Regions from separate parts of the Mus musculus genome. Here regions 1, 3, 4 and 5 are each linked to region 2. Evidence: chromatin contacts called from public HiCAR-type and promoter capture Hi-C data. All regions are on one chromosome and are shown on one strand. Each heading gives the region's core, a stretch centred on a gene start, on an enhancer-like site or on the middle of the called end of the contact. The rest is flanking DNA. Distances are from core to core; before and after follow the strand shown.

The links. Promoter capture Hi-C pulls out the DNA fragments that hold promoters and counts their contacts. HiCAR-type assays count read pairs that join an accessible place to other places.
Region 1: a contact with region 2 is called in a promoter capture Hi-C map of the HPC-7 cell line. The contact joins the enhancer-like site here to the promoter of Il18rap in region 2. A contact is called at or near these places in 8 of 39 promoter capture datasets (the HPC-7 cell line, HPC-7-derived erythroid cells, the SN4741 cell line and 4 more), 3 of 115 datasets of contacts at active chromatin or transcription factors (CD8 T cells, effector CD8 T cells and regulatory T cells) and 2 of 9 other capture datasets (embryonic stem cells and macrophages).
Region 3: a HiCAR-type map of Th17 cells shows a contact between it and region 2, with 6 times the contacts expected there. The contact joins the enhancer-like site here to the promoter of Il18rap in region 2. A contact is called at or near these places in 15 of 39 promoter capture datasets (3T3-L1-derived adipocytes, the C10 cell line, the HPC-7 cell line and 11 more), 2 of 484 Hi-C or Micro-C datasets (bone marrow-derived DN2 thymocytes and bone marrow-derived macrophages), 3 of 115 datasets of contacts at active chromatin or transcription factors (Th17 cells, astrocytes and bone marrow-derived macrophages) and 2 of 9 other capture datasets (adipose tissue and embryonic stem cells).
Region 4: a contact with region 2 is called in a promoter capture Hi-C map of the HPC-7 cell line. The contact joins the enhancer-like site here to the promoter of Il18rap in region 2. A contact is called at or near these places in 7 of 39 promoter capture datasets (3T3-L1-derived adipocytes, the HPC-7 cell line, the SN4741 cell line and 4 more), 1 of 115 datasets of contacts at active chromatin or transcription factors (acute myeloid leukemia) and 3 of 9 other capture datasets (adipose tissue, embryonic stem cells and macrophages).
Region 5: a promoter capture Hi-C map of the HPC-7 cell line shows a contact between it and region 2. The contact joins the enhancer-like site here to the promoter of Il18rap in region 2. A contact is called at or near these places in 10 of 39 promoter capture datasets (the 3T3-L1 cell line, 3T3-L1-derived adipocytes, the HPC-7 cell line and 7 more), 1 of 115 datasets of contacts at active chromatin or transcription factors (acute myeloid leukemia) and 1 of 9 other capture datasets (macrophages).

Annotation. Positions count from the first base shown.
Region 1 is chr1:40,053,831-40,056,530 of GRCm38.p6, reverse strand. No RefSeq gene overlaps it. Among named protein-coding and RNA genes, the nearest start is that of Il1r2, 30 kb to the left of the region's middle. Within about 2 kb of position 1,255, at least 24 of the 459 cell types and tissues checked have an H3K27ac peak or open chromatin away from gene starts, as enhancers often do. A contact at or near this core is called in CD8 T cells, the HPC-7 cell line and regulatory T cells, where this site is marked.
Region 2 is chr1:40,514,024-40,516,723 of GRCm38.p6, reverse strand. It overlaps Il18rap (interleukin 18 receptor accessory protein), which reads right to left and starts at 1,362. Exons shown (of 13, transcript NM_010553.4): 1 at 1,248-1,362; 2 at 949-1,024; 3 at 189-327.
Region 3 is chr1:40,108,058-40,110,757 of GRCm38.p6, reverse strand. All of the region lies in intron 3 of Il1r2 (interleukin 1 receptor, type II), which reads right to left. Among named protein-coding and RNA genes, the nearest start is that of Gm16894, 24 kb to the right of the region's middle. Within about 2 kb of position 1,252, at least 13 of the 459 cell types and tissues checked have an H3K27ac peak or open chromatin away from gene starts, as enhancers often do. A contact at or near this core is called in Th17 cells and adipose tissue, where this site is marked.
Region 4 is chr1:40,032,637-40,035,336 of GRCm38.p6, reverse strand. No RefSeq gene overlaps it. Among named protein-coding and RNA genes, the nearest start is that of Il1r2, 51 kb to the left of the region's middle. Within about 2 kb of position 1,421, at least 29 of the 459 cell types and tissues checked have an H3K27ac peak or open chromatin away from gene starts, as enhancers often do. A contact at or near this core is called in the HPC-7 cell line, where this site is marked.
Region 5 is chr1:40,006,822-40,009,521 of GRCm38.p6, reverse strand. Map4k4 (mitogen-activated protein kinase kinase kinase kinase 4) reads right to left here. Exons shown (of 32, transcript NM_001252200.1): 19 at 2,700; 20 at 1,992-2,089; 21 at 1,183-1,191. Among named protein-coding and RNA genes, the nearest start is that of Il1r2, 77 kb to the left of the region's middle. Within about 2 kb of position 1,366, at least 24 of the 459 cell types and tissues checked have an H3K27ac peak or open chromatin away from gene starts, as enhancers often do. A contact at or near this core is called in the HPC-7 cell line and acute myeloid leukemia, where this site is marked.

The DNA of each region.
Region 1 (2,700 bases), core at 6-2,505, 460 kb after region 2:
TAGATTACATTATGGTCCAGTACATCATCCTGTATGTGCTTTACCTGAACAAGTGAGTATTACAAGACCTGCTGTAGCCCAAGGCTTGTTAAGATGATGGAGAGACAAGCTAGACTGACTCGGGATGCCCAGGACGGCTATCCTACAACAAAGATCCTAAAGCACCTGCTGCTGTGACTGGAGATGCAGAGTGAGGTCCCATCCATTGGTCTGGGAGACCAAGAGACACCACAGCCACTGTCTAGTCACGTCTGCTGATAAAACAGTGCCATACTGAGCGAGATACATTGTGGAGACAGGATGCACCCCCAGACAGCACTACTCTGCCACACTGTGAATGGACGACTGCCAACCGCTGAGCCAACCCAGAGGTGATGAAGCACCCAGATGTCCCATGAAATCACAAGAGATCATCAAAATCTTTATTTTGAGTCATTTGGTTTCAAAATCATTCATTCCCCAGCAATAGATATAGGGGAATTACATGACCTAGTAAATAAAAGTCTTGACTCAAGAACGCTGCAAAGAAAAAACACCCATGATGACAGAGAGGCCCTTGCCTCAGACTGCAGGGCCCAATGGAGACTGTGTAGCTGTGGTTAAGATAGGAATCATGCACAAACAGTCCCGCACTATGAACATATGTGCCTTGGCTTACCATTGGATTGCCATAAAGCCCATTGTATGGCAAGTTGGAAAAGTTATAAGTCTATGTGATTAAGGCACCCTATGGATTAAAATGCACCAATCCGACACAGGGTTAGGACCGCTCATGGAGGCAGATAGGAGAAGTTTGCGCACACTCCACATCGCTGCCAGGCTGGGCGTCAGGCTGTGAGAAGCAACAGGGGTGGGGAAGCGCAGTCTGAGATGCCCAAGGAACTACCAAAGTTGGCTCAGACTCTTGGGCACCACATACGTCTCTGGGTGCCACGGAAGAGCGGGTTCTGGAGTCCCCGGGGCCGCATGGAGGGATGGCAGGTTCTCACTCTCGGACACCGCAGACATCTCTGGATGTAGCGGAAGAGCTGAGAATGAGCAGGGGGAGCCACAGGCTGACTCTAGCCCGGGGTCGAAGGAAAAAGGGCAGAAGGAGAGCTCCCGGCTGGTTCTCTCGGGGATGAGAGTCCTTGGTTTGTTCAGGCAGGAGGCTTGGCTTGGTGGAGACCATGTCTGGGAGCACAGGGAGGCCTCCCACAGGAGATTAGATGCGCGTCTCTTTAAGAGGAAGACCTGCTCCACTGCTCCAGCACAGCAGGTTTCGGTGAGAAGAGGAAGTCCATGGCTTTAAGGCCTTTATTGTAGAAAGGCAGAGAGAGGGAGAGAGTAGAGAAGTAGGGGTCGGTCATGGCCATGTAGAGAGAGGGAAGAAGGAAATGCCGGGGTGGGGGGGTAGCAAGAGGGCAAGAGAGAAAGGCAAGAGTAGAGAGTAAGAGTAAGAGTAAGAGAGGGAGGAGGGGGGCAAACAGCCCCTTTTATAGTGGGCCATGCCTACCTGGCTATTGCCAGGTGACTGTGGGGGTGGAGTTCAGACAGAATACAGGGGTACATGATTGATGGCCACAGAATTATGGAGCTGGGCCTTGTATCAGGAGCCTGGTGTCTGAGACCGTGGCAGACTTCCTTCCGTTCCTTGCGGAGTTATCTACTGGGTCTCCAGGATTTTAACCTAGCTCAACCAGAAAACAGGCTGCCTTTCACGGTCCTACAGTACCCAGCATCCTGATCCCCACAGGGTAGCAACTCAGCTAGCTCAGGTTCTCTCCTATTCACTCTGGAGTCTACAGCGCTGGCTTGGAGTTGAAGCTCACTGCTCGTATTCAGCATCATGAGAGAGGCTGTGAAGTAAGCTTGGGATATAACCAACCAGGGTCACAAAATGAAGCTCTCCGGAAGGCAAATGGATCCCATAAGTTATGGACTACAGAGAAAAGATCAAAGTTTCTGTCCAGTGAATAACATTTTCAACCCACAATAAAGTTGACAGTTGTGGGTTGATTTCATCAGAAGTCAGGGACCATCTGTACCACTCTGCTTCACAATGGCACCCTGGTGAGAGGACGGGGCTTGAGGTTCCACGTGGAGGGTTGTAAAGGCTCTAGTGTGATGGTTAACCTGGTGTCCAGCGGTGGGAATGGCCATGACACACCAATCAGCTGCTTTAACACTATCTCTGGCAGTGTCCAGAGGGAGCTTCCTAGAGATCAGCCTTTGGGAGGCTGAGAAAAGATCCTAGTGTGGCTGTACATACACAAACCTGCAGAATGGACTGACTGGGATGGGTGACAAACCCTGCTGGTTGCTGGGTTGGTGCATGGAGCTCTCTGGTTCTCAGGCCTTTAGACTTGGGCTGGAATCTATACCATGAGCCTTTTAACTTGGGGGGGGGGAGCATATCCTACACCAGCAGGAGTTTCTGGGTCTAAAGCTTGCAAACAGGATGTCATGGATGGCTCAGCTTCTATAAAAATGAGTCAGCTCTTCATCATAAATCTTTCTTTATACAGATATGAATGTAGACTTGAGAGATGCAGTAGAGAAGAGAGGGGGAGGAGAGAGATTCTCGTAGATCTGTCTCTGCTGAGAAGTTCAACCAGCTTGTCCATGATCTATTTTCTCTCAGACTCTGTCTGGCATTACCAGGAAACTCAAGTGCACAAATGTCACCTAGTCCACCCAATAAGCAGCTCTCTCCACTCT
Region 2 (2,700 bases), core at 113-2,612:
AACTTAAACCAACATGGCTGCCAATTCTGCATATGGGAGTAAAAATGACTGACAGATACCAGCAAATGTAAAACTCAAGTTTGTCATTCTGTAAAACATGTGTGCTGTCATTCTTATTGTCCCAGTAGAAAACCAAATGTTGCATCACTCATAGCAACGGTGCCCGTTATGAAACAATGACCACATACCTGTTCAGTAGTAGAAGGGAGAATCATATCTGGAGGAAGAGGGTTTCAAAGTTTCTCATCTTGCCACCACTATTCGCCTTCTCTACAGAAGGAGGTCGGAGGCCGGTGAGATGATCTGAAGATCTGCAAGGTCTCTTTCCTAAAATTTTCCAGAAGGCTTTTATTTAAAAATTCTCTCTTTTTCTCAGAAGCAGAAAAAGTTAGCCTGAAGTTATTCAAAAGATACCCAATTTGACCATATTTTAGAGTAATAATGAGCTAAGTTTTTCAAAGAACAAAGCTTTTGCTGGGAGGAGAAAAATGAAAGCTGTGAATGAATCACCAGGAAGCCTCTCAGTCCTGTGCACACCCTTAAAGTACAAATAAAAAAGAGATGCTATGGCCTAGTCTAATAATTGCAGTAGTCAAAGAATACTGATAATGCTCACATGGTCCATAGCAGCTTGTTCAGTGCTTGCCTCCAAAGATGGACAAGTAATGTGGCCATTCAGATTTGACCCGCATTTGATTGAATCCCTCTATAATCCTTTCAATAAAATGTAAGAATCACTGTTTAAAACAAAGGTTTACTTTGTAACTAGTCACTTATACAAGTTAAGGTTAAAACCGACACTGAGATACAAATGTTGCTGCCTAATAGCACACCTGTGATTAAAAATATTCCACAAAAAGCAACTCTTTAGCAATTCACTTTTTAAGTCCTTTAAAAATATATATTAGGGGTTAAGGAATCTAGGGAAAGAATATTCTGGTCTCTTACCTTTGTTTCCTGCTCTTACATACACAACAAATAAAGAAATTCAAGTCTTTATGTCAGTGAATGCCAGCTTGTGCATCTGAAAAAAAAAGTGTGAAAAACACCCATTTTCAAAGGGTTCTGCTACATTTTTTTTTCTTAGCAAGAGAGTTACTTGAAGAAGATTTAAGGACTATCCAACCCATACAGTTTTGAAATAATAAGTTATACCTGGACAGAAAAGGACAACCTTGGAATTTTGTAAAGGACCTCTGGTGTTGGAAAATGCCCAGTCATAACAAAGGAGAAATGAAGTAAACTACCTTTATCCACGGAAGAAAACTCCTGAAATAAAGCATTCAAAGCTGTCCTCTGGCCAGCCTCCTTGACAAGAAAGGGGTTGTGGTTAGGTTTAGTTGAAATGGTGAGTAAGCCTGCTTCCTTTACAGGAATTTCCTGTACCAAATGTTAACATTCGACACGGTTTCTCAACAGGGGAGTTCTTTTTTACTTCCTCCTCCTCCTCTTCCTCCTCCCCCTTCTTCTAAAACAAGCACTGCCAACCTTGCCTTTCATTTCAAACCTAAAGGCTTTCTTCTGATGAACTCTCTCTCTCCAGCATCACTTTTACAGAGCAATAATTTATCAATGAGGAGAGTGATATAACCGTAGCTTTGAAAGGCTCGGAGGCTATGCTTGTGCACCGTGGAATGCCTAATTAAGAACTGCACTGTAATTAAAACAATTTAGAGGACCGTGAGACCACACTAGTCCCAAAGCCTCTTAATTAAACGGAGCCTATTCTCCCCATAAAGACAAGCTGAAGCAGCGGGGCACAGCAAACCATGGGGATTGTTTCAGCACAAGGCTGGAGAAGAGCATAAAATAAAAGCAGAGCCCAAGTTCATGTCAGAGTGGGGGCAAGGTAAGTGTTGACCTGAGGTGAAGGTGAAAATCTAAGAGAAGAGTTAGCAACTGAGGGCAGGTCTAAGCCAATAAATAAATAGATAAATAAATAAATAAAATCATGTATTCATGCTAATTGTGGAACTAGCTCAAATCCCAAAAGGATTTGAGGTTTTCCTACCACCTATTGCAGGTTCAGAGGAAAGCACATGAGGGCACATGAGCTTAGACTCCCAGGGTGTGACAGGGACAGCCCAGTAATCCAAAATCTAAATGGGATTAAAGGAGGAATACTGAGGATGAAGGGGAAACGGATAGACCAGGCATTGTTCATGATAATGGTTTAATTCAGGCTGAGGTACATTCAGAGTGCCTGGGCGTTGGGAGTGTCCTTATCAAACCTCAGAGATCTGAATATAGACCTTAAAGTTAAGCCCAAAGTTACTGCCAGTGTGGTCTCCTGAAGTGAATTCATCAACAGCTTTTCCTTCGAAGCTTAATGTGTCCTTTATAAACTGTTTTTGGAAGAGAAAAGCAGGACATCATGAACCACAGGAGATTTGGGATCAGATGAAGGTCTTAGTCACCACAGGAAACTCAGGCTTTAACACTTGGTACAAGTAAAATCATTGCGGAGCACCCTCATGAATAGAGAGAGCTGACCTGTGGAACAGAAGAGGAGACAGTGTAGAAACAAGTCTAACTGTGTGTGGAAATTTTTAAAAATAGGAAAGAGCATCACAAACTAGACGTAGTGTGGTAACTTAGGTCGCCCTATGGAAAACTACGCAACAAATTCTCCACTCGCACCACACAACAGACTATGTTCCAAATGGACTCAGATCTTTTTACTTAAATTTATTTTTTTAA
Region 3 (2,700 bases), core at 3-2,502, 410 kb after region 2:
CTACATGGGACACTCGTATCACCTACTCAGAGACTCAGGGAGCAGAAAGAATGTACGACCCAGCCGTTGGGGGTAATGCTGTGAAATAGCATCTTCTGGACATGACATGGTGGCTGTACTCATGAATTCAGATGGGCGTGGTTACCTGCATAAGACTGGGCTGGCTTCCATTACATAATGCACGGAGAGGGTCATCTGAGGCCCACTCCTCACCGAAGTGAGGCACTCACTGTAGGCAGGTCCTGGGTAACCAGGCATTAGTAACTCACAGCCCACTCCTGCAAGCACCCGTGATTAAACGTGGTGTGTCGTGCACACAAAAAGACCCCAGAGTCGGAAGAAGATAAAAGACTGTGATGGGGAATGAAAAATATCCTAAATCCAGTGAATAAGCATATAAAATGGTCTAATAAACCAATGAGATGAAAATGAGAAGACTGAAGAGCGCTTTCGGTACCCGCTTAACAGCAAACTGATCTCCTGTCTAGTAACAAATCTACAGGATGGTACTGGTTAGGCCAGTGTTTACAACTAAAGTAAATTAAGTACAGATTGAAGTAACCTAAGTCTCTGTAGCTAGTAAGAGAAAAAAAAAAAAAAAAACCATCAAAGGCTCTTAGAAATCCCATAAACTAGAAGTTTCTAGAAACCACGCCTGCCAGACCTACCAAGAGCCCCAAGCTTGTTCACATTATTGATCTGGTAGTTCCCCTTGGAGAAAACACTGAGATCTGGGCACTGTTTGTTCTGGCAGTATTATCTTGACTACTCTGAGTGACAGAAAGGCCGTGTGACTTCCCAATAGCAAGAGCACGAACAGGGCAGGGCAGCCTCATGTCCTGGAACTGTGAATGCCTAAGTATGTCTTAGCAGTCGCTGGAGATTTCCACTCCAGTTGAAGCCCAGCATTACGCAGTCGAGAGAGAAGGCAAGCATTTTCCCTGGGGCAAAGAACACTTGAACACACTGAGGATGTCAGTACCCCCTCAATCTCAGAATCTGTTTCCCAACAAAAATAAGAGTATCAGCTAAAATTCTTTTTTTAATTAGATATTTTCTTTATTTACATTTCAAATGTTATCCCCTTTCCTAGTTTCCCCTCCTAAAACCCCCTATCCCCTTCCCTCTCCCCCTGCTTACCAACCTACCCACTCCTGCTTCCTGGCCCTGGCGTTCCCCTATACTGGTGCATAGAACCTTCAAAGGACCAAGGGCCTCTCCTGCCATTGATGACTAAGCCATCTTCTGCTACATATGCAGCTAGAGCTATGGGTTTCACCATGTGTTTTCTTTGACTGGTGGTTTAGTCCTAGGGAGCTCTGAGGGTGCTGGTTAGCTCACATTGTTGTTCCTCCTATGGGGCTGCAAACCCCTTCAGCTCCTTGGGTCCTTTCATTGGGGACCCTGTGCTCAGTCCAATGGATGGCTGTGAGCATCCACTTCTGTATTGGACACTGGCAGAGCCTCACAGGAGACAGCTATATCAGGCTCCTTGTCAGCAAGCTTTTGTTGGCATCCACAATGGTGCCTGGTTTTGGTGGTTGTTTATGGTATGGATCCCCAGGTGGGGCAGTGTCTGGATGGTCCAGTGTGCCCCTGTTCACCTCTCCTAACATTGGCAACTCCTCCTGGAAGAGCCCTGAAAGGGCTCAGTGCTCGTATTGATCACAGACCATGACTCTCCCCACACCAATTATTTTTCCCCAGGCTGTGGTTAGCCCATCTCACCCCCAGCAAACTGTACAGGGAAGAGACATAAACTGGAGTGTCAGGATACAAAAGGGAGGGGCTAAGATCCCCATCTTTCCTTTCCAATTCCAAGATGGAGGCCTCGTTGTGGTGGTTGTTTGCATGCTTGATTTTCTACTGTTTTCCTGGTAAGGCTCCTCAGAGAAAGTCAGTTGGAAAGCCTGGGAGGAAAGCAGCTTTATGCCTGCAGCACGGCAGACGTTCCTATTCCCCGGTACAGGAGAGAGCACTTGCCTGCTTCCTCAGCAAGAGCAGCATAATCTTCTAACCACTGAGCCATCTTCCCAGCACATGCATGTTTCTTTTCTTTCTCTCTTTCTTTTCTTTTTTTTTTTTTTTAAGATTTACTTATTGACTATTCTGAGTGACAGAAAGGTCACATGATTTCCCAATAGCAAGAGCACAAACAGGGCAGGGCAGTCTCTGTCCCAGAATGTGTTTGTGAGGACACTGTCACTCTCTTCAGACACACCAGAAAAGGGCGTTGCATCCCATTACAGATGCTTTCAAGCCACCATGTGATTGTGGTTGCTGGGAATTGAACTCAGGACCTCTAGAAGAGCAGCCATTGTTCTTAACCACTGAACCATCTCTCCAACCCCATATGCACACTTCTTACACCTCCCTAGGACTGGGGCTGATATTGTCTGAACTTCCTCCATTCCTGCAAAGAATGTCACCCTGCCTGGTTCTTCTAAGTATCAATATGCTAGGCAATTTCTCTATAAACAAGTTAATGAAATCTAGGAGGACTCTAAAGGCAGCAGTGGTTGGAACGAGCAGTGGCCTAGGAGCAGGGCAGCCAGCTGGAGTGGGATGGTTGTTCTCCAGTCAGGCCAAGGGTGTGTCCTAGTCCTTTCAAACTATTAAGAACATGATGCCAACAACTTTACCCTTCGAGACTCAGCAGAACATGTCACCACTGAAGAACAATCCTTTCAACGAACAGTG
Region 4 (2,700 bases), core at 172-2,671, 480 kb after region 2:
TGTGAACACTTAAGTTTTTCCACAACTAAAATAATAATAAAAAATTAGCCTATTTCCATATCATGTAATAAGTGTAAACTTTCTCCATAATGGTGGGTGAAGACATTCACATTATCCTCAGAGTTGCATCTAAAACAGCCTCTTTTGATTGAAATGACACTCAATCTACACAGAACTGGGGTGTCTGGCTTCTTAAGATTGTACCACAACCACTGGGATCATGAGCAATGTGGAAATTAGGAGGAAGGTGTAGAACCTTCCGGCGAGAGATTTCTTCTTGTGTCCTCCAGCAGTTTCTGTCACAGGGGCTTGCCCAGGACACTTGACCTGGATAATCAGACACTCTGGTGGGTGAGACCCTGCCAGCCATTTTCAACAAATTCTCTCATCCAAGCTCAGAGACTACTGCAGAAGCAGGGCTGGAAAGATCATGAAAACTAGAGACAATGAAATTCTGTAAAGAGTGTTTGTTGGACCTGTCCGGGCCATTGCGCCCATGAACCCAATGGTACATCCACCAAACCAAGCAAGGCAAAATACCAGCATGGGTGGATTAGGGCTGCACGAATCCTACCACTCACTGAGGGGCTATTCGCAATTGATAGCTACTGGGAAAGGAAATCCATTTTCCTCAGGAATGTAGCCCTCGAAAGACCACTCAAACTCCAACAGACTGAACTACACTCATGCGCCCACAGGTAGCACCAAGTGGACGTACTGCTTTTAAAACAAGTAGAAGATGGGAGTTGAGGCAGGCGATACAAGAGGAATTAGAAGTAAGGAAATAGGGGATATGTTTCATTAAAATGTAGTATATATTCATATACAAAATTCTCAGTCAAAAAGGCATATCCAAAAAAAAAAAGAAAAGAAAAAGAAAAAAAATGAAACAAGTAAAAAGAATAAAAATAAAAAGAATAAAAGATTATTCCCTTCTTGGGAATGTGATCCGTGTCCCAGGTTGGAAATCCTAGTGTTTTTAACTAGGCGTGACTCTAAGCGTCACTTAGCTGGCTTCTCCCTGATCTCCACGCTAAGCTCTCGTATGCTTCCTTGCGGTCTGGACATACTGTCCTTTTAATTCCATATACACATCAGCTGCCTTTTGGAATCGGAGATCAGATCCCCGTCCATGGTAACTTGGAAGATCTGAGCATTACAGAGTGATCCAATTATAGCTTGTAATTATGGTGGCTTGTACAAAGTGCAGCAATTCACAAATCTTCCCTGAACGGACAAAACTCCCTTTGTTTCTACTGCAATGATGAGACTTCATGCTGCTCTGTGTCAGTTACACACGACTATGATAGCAGCTGCCCTTAAGTGGAGCTGGGCAAATGTCATCTAAGACCAGGAGTCAGTTCTATAGAATGGGCAGCCATGACTCAGCAGATTCCAGAAGGACCAGGCTCTTGTGTTACTACCGATTCGTGGCAGTGATGGCTCCTGGCCATCTCTCCAGCATGCACAGTGAGCTCTCTTGAGTGAGGTCCAGTAAGAGCTGAAAATAGGGTTGCACTTCAAAATAGCCAGGGAGACTCAGGTGACAGCCACACCTTTTCCAACAGTCTAGAGTGACTTACTTGTGAAGGATCCTGGGAATCTGTTACCCAGTGACTGGGACATATGCGACTGTGCTGAGGATAATAAATTACACAGCCACCATTAAGTTTCTCAGTTCCTTCCATGACAGGTCTTTGCCCCATTCTTTTAAGATTACACAACGGCAGAAACCAGAATGCAATGGGGGAGTGGGTTTTTCCCACAGCTATAAGTCTCTGAGAACTTTCCAGCTTGGCGGGCCCCTCGTTGATGCCACCAGTGAGTCAGAGGCCCCAGATAAACACCTCTGCTGTACATGAAAGTTTTCTGTCTGAAACCCACCTGTGTAGGGGAACAGCAGCAGCCACTGGCTGCATATATGTGTGTGTGTGTGTGTGTGTGTGTGTGTATGGCTTGCAACTTCATGTGCCTTCCTTGCAGCCTTTAGAAAAAGAAACCCCTGCAGCACAGTCCTGGACCCCACAGCAGAGAGTCCTGGGCTGTCCGTGAGAAGAAGGATTTCTTAGCTTTCACCCACAGCCAGCTCACTGCCTTGAGGTTTGCAAATTATGGCCTCCTCCTTTAGCTTTCTCACAGAACCATTTTAATAGAGCCAGAGAACAAAAGCTTTGCAAACTCCTGTGTGTGTGTGTGTGTGTGTGTGTGTGTGTGTGTGTGTGTGTGTGTGTCTGTCTGTCTGTCTGTCTGTCTGTCTGTGATTGTGTAAAACCCAGCCTAGGTAACAGTGCAGTGGTTCTCAGATTCAGTTCTAACGCTGTGACCCTTTAATACAGTGATCCCCCAACCATCAAGTTATTCCAGTGCTACTTTAGTTTTGAATGCTATGAACCATAATGTTAAAATTTTGACAAACAGGATATCTGATATGTGACCCCCCCATGAAAGGCTGTTCAACCTGCAAAGGGGTTGAGACCCACACAGGTTGAGAACTGCTGTTCTAGTGGGATTTTTGTCTTGGTTATCCTGTTGACATGACTTTAGTTCTATCTATCTATCTATCTATCTATCTATCTATCTATCTATCTATCTATCCATCCATCCATCCATCCATCCATCCATCCATCCACACACAGTAATATACACTGAGATGTAGAAAAATCCAGCCCATGGAGATTAGAAGACCATGTCTCAACTCAG
Region 5 (2,700 bases), core at 117-2,616, 510 kb after region 2:
AACAGACAACTCAGTCCCACTGTACAGTGTGTAACAGACAACTCAGTCCCACCATACAGTGGTCTGCAGGGTGAGCTGACAGCATTGCTTTCAGTAAGTCTAAGATAGGAGAGGCTTTTGCTGCGAAGACAGGACTGCAGGATATCATGACTATTTTTTTTTTAAATAAAGACAGTTGTTTTTTTTCTTTTTAGGATTTCTGTTTGTTTGTTTTTTGTTTATAGACGTACACTGTAGCTGTCTTCAGAAACACCAGAAGAGGATATCAGATCCCCATTACAGATGGTCGTGAGCCACCACGTGGTTGTTGGGAATTGAACTCAGGACCTCTGGAAGAGCAGTCAGTGCTCTTCCCCGCTGAGGCACCTCTCCAGCCCAGACAGCATGTCTAAGAGGACTATTTAGAACTGCGCACACTGCCCCTAATTACACAGACATAGCTGGGCCTTTTCCCCTCCACGGTTCATGAAGAATCCCAGGCTGCCTAGACAGCAGATTGCTAGCACACGCTCACCCTCACCTCCCTACTAGTACCTGCCATGCCCGAGCTGGGGCGTCCGCAGTGGGAAAGCCCATCTGCCACGTGCCACGGCAATCCCCACTGGCCTTCCCCCAGACTTAGCCACATTCTCAATTATACAATGATTGAGAACCTCAGAGCAAAGTTTACTAAAAACTGGCTTCATTTCTCTTTACCTTGTTGAGATATTTTAAGATTCTTATCAATTCTTTATATCTAATTTCCTAGACTGATTTAAATCCCATTTAAGTCCAAACTCCCTTTTCTACTTGGGAATTTTATTTAAAATCAATAGCATTTTAAAAAGCAGTAACTATATGACTGGTTTTCCCTTTTAACTTAAAGAGCAGTTCCAACTTAGTATTCTTCTTTTATGCAGTTAAGAATATGTTTTTTACCTTTGACCTCTAGCCTCTGAACTATCAGAAGCAAGCTTGAGCCTGCTCTGTCCTGGCAGCTATCTGTGACAAAGCAGCTCCTTTACAACAGTTGTTCCAGGTAGGTTTGGCAATAAAGACCCAAAGCTTGGTTCATCAGCTAAAGCAGCCGACGGTCATTAAAGGCAAGCGGAAGGCAGAGCGCAAGTCTGAGCTGAGCAGAGCCGAGAGGCAGAGAGCACCGCTGAAGCTAGCCATCAGAGGGAGGGAGGGATGCGGGCTTACCACTTCTCCCTTCAGGACACGACGATTCCATGGAGGTGGAGAGGGAGGCCGACATTGATGAAGGATGCAGAGAAGGGAGCAGGCAACAGGAAGAAGGGGGAGGGGGTATCCAGAAATCAGTTAAAGAGGAACCTAAAACTTCAATAGGCTTAAAACCCCACAAGTACCCACAGTCACATGACTGACTGCCATGATAAGGATCGAGGAAGCAGTCAAAGTCATCAGCCCAGAGACCAAGGGCAGCACTCAAGACACAGGAGCGCTCATTCACACTTATTCTGAAAGCCAGTACTGCAAACACCAAACTTACCAAGAATAAGGTCGATGACAAGCAATGATTGTGCATCGTGCACGGGTATGGGTGTGTGTGCGTGCGTGTGTGCGTGTGCGTGTGTTGGAGCTTTTGAATTTTACTCAGTATTACTATAAAATACTCATTTCCTTAAAAACTGCCAATACATAAAATTATATTTTATTCTGTGCTTCTCTGTACGGCTAATTGGACAACTAGTGGAAGGCTGAAGTGGAACAGAACTGCCCTGCTAATGACTTCAGAATTGAGATGCCTAAGGGCGAACCCACAACGGCATCCTGCATCAGACAACTCTTCTATTTCCCCACAGCAGGGAAGGGCCACACAAAAATCAAACCACTGCAGGCCTCTCCATCACTTTTCCTTTCTTTTCGCTGGAGACTGAGCTTGGGACCTCCCACATGCAACTGCATACCCCAGCCCTTCAACAATATTCTTAACACAAAGGTTTCCCTCCAGCTTGACACAGAACTAAGTGATTTTACACAGTACTTACCGCAGGCTTGAGAGGCCGGAATACTTCTTTCTTATCGTCAGGCTTTTTGGCTGCACTTTCCTGGCGTGGCGATGGAGAACCTTCAGACTTGGATGATGCTGGTACGTTCAGGAGAGACAAAAAAAGCAGAGACACAGATAAACGCATGTCACACACTCTCCACCTCCTCCCCTTCAGTCTAGCTTCTGGCTTCCCCCTGCTGACGTCAGTCGACCCCTCTCCATAGGGTCTGAACTCTGGGGTAAAACAGGGCCAAGGGACACGCTGGCAGCCCTTCTGAGGGAAAGGCTTCCCTCTTCCCACCTCTGTTTAATACCTGCTTCCAAGTAGTGAGAAGAGCTCAGTGAAGGAACTTTTTGACTACTGTCACCAGTAATACACACTGACTACAGCACAGCCTCAGAGTTCAAAATGGAAGAAATGTGTTCAAATCCCAGCTGAGGCATTTAGCTAATTCACCTTAGGCAAAGCATTTAATTCCACTCAGCTGTGAAGCAACCATGGCACCCGTGTGCGAAGCACTGAAAATACAGCTTTCTGGGTAACCTTATTGGCACTGATTATATCCTCAGCAATCTATGTCAAAGCATCACTTTGTAAAATGCAGCTATATGCAGAGCTGGGCCTCCTTTTACACATGGAGTTCTTCTAATAACAAACTGCAGCCATGGCTGTCCCTAGAGAAAGTGTATAGGAGAGATAGCCTACA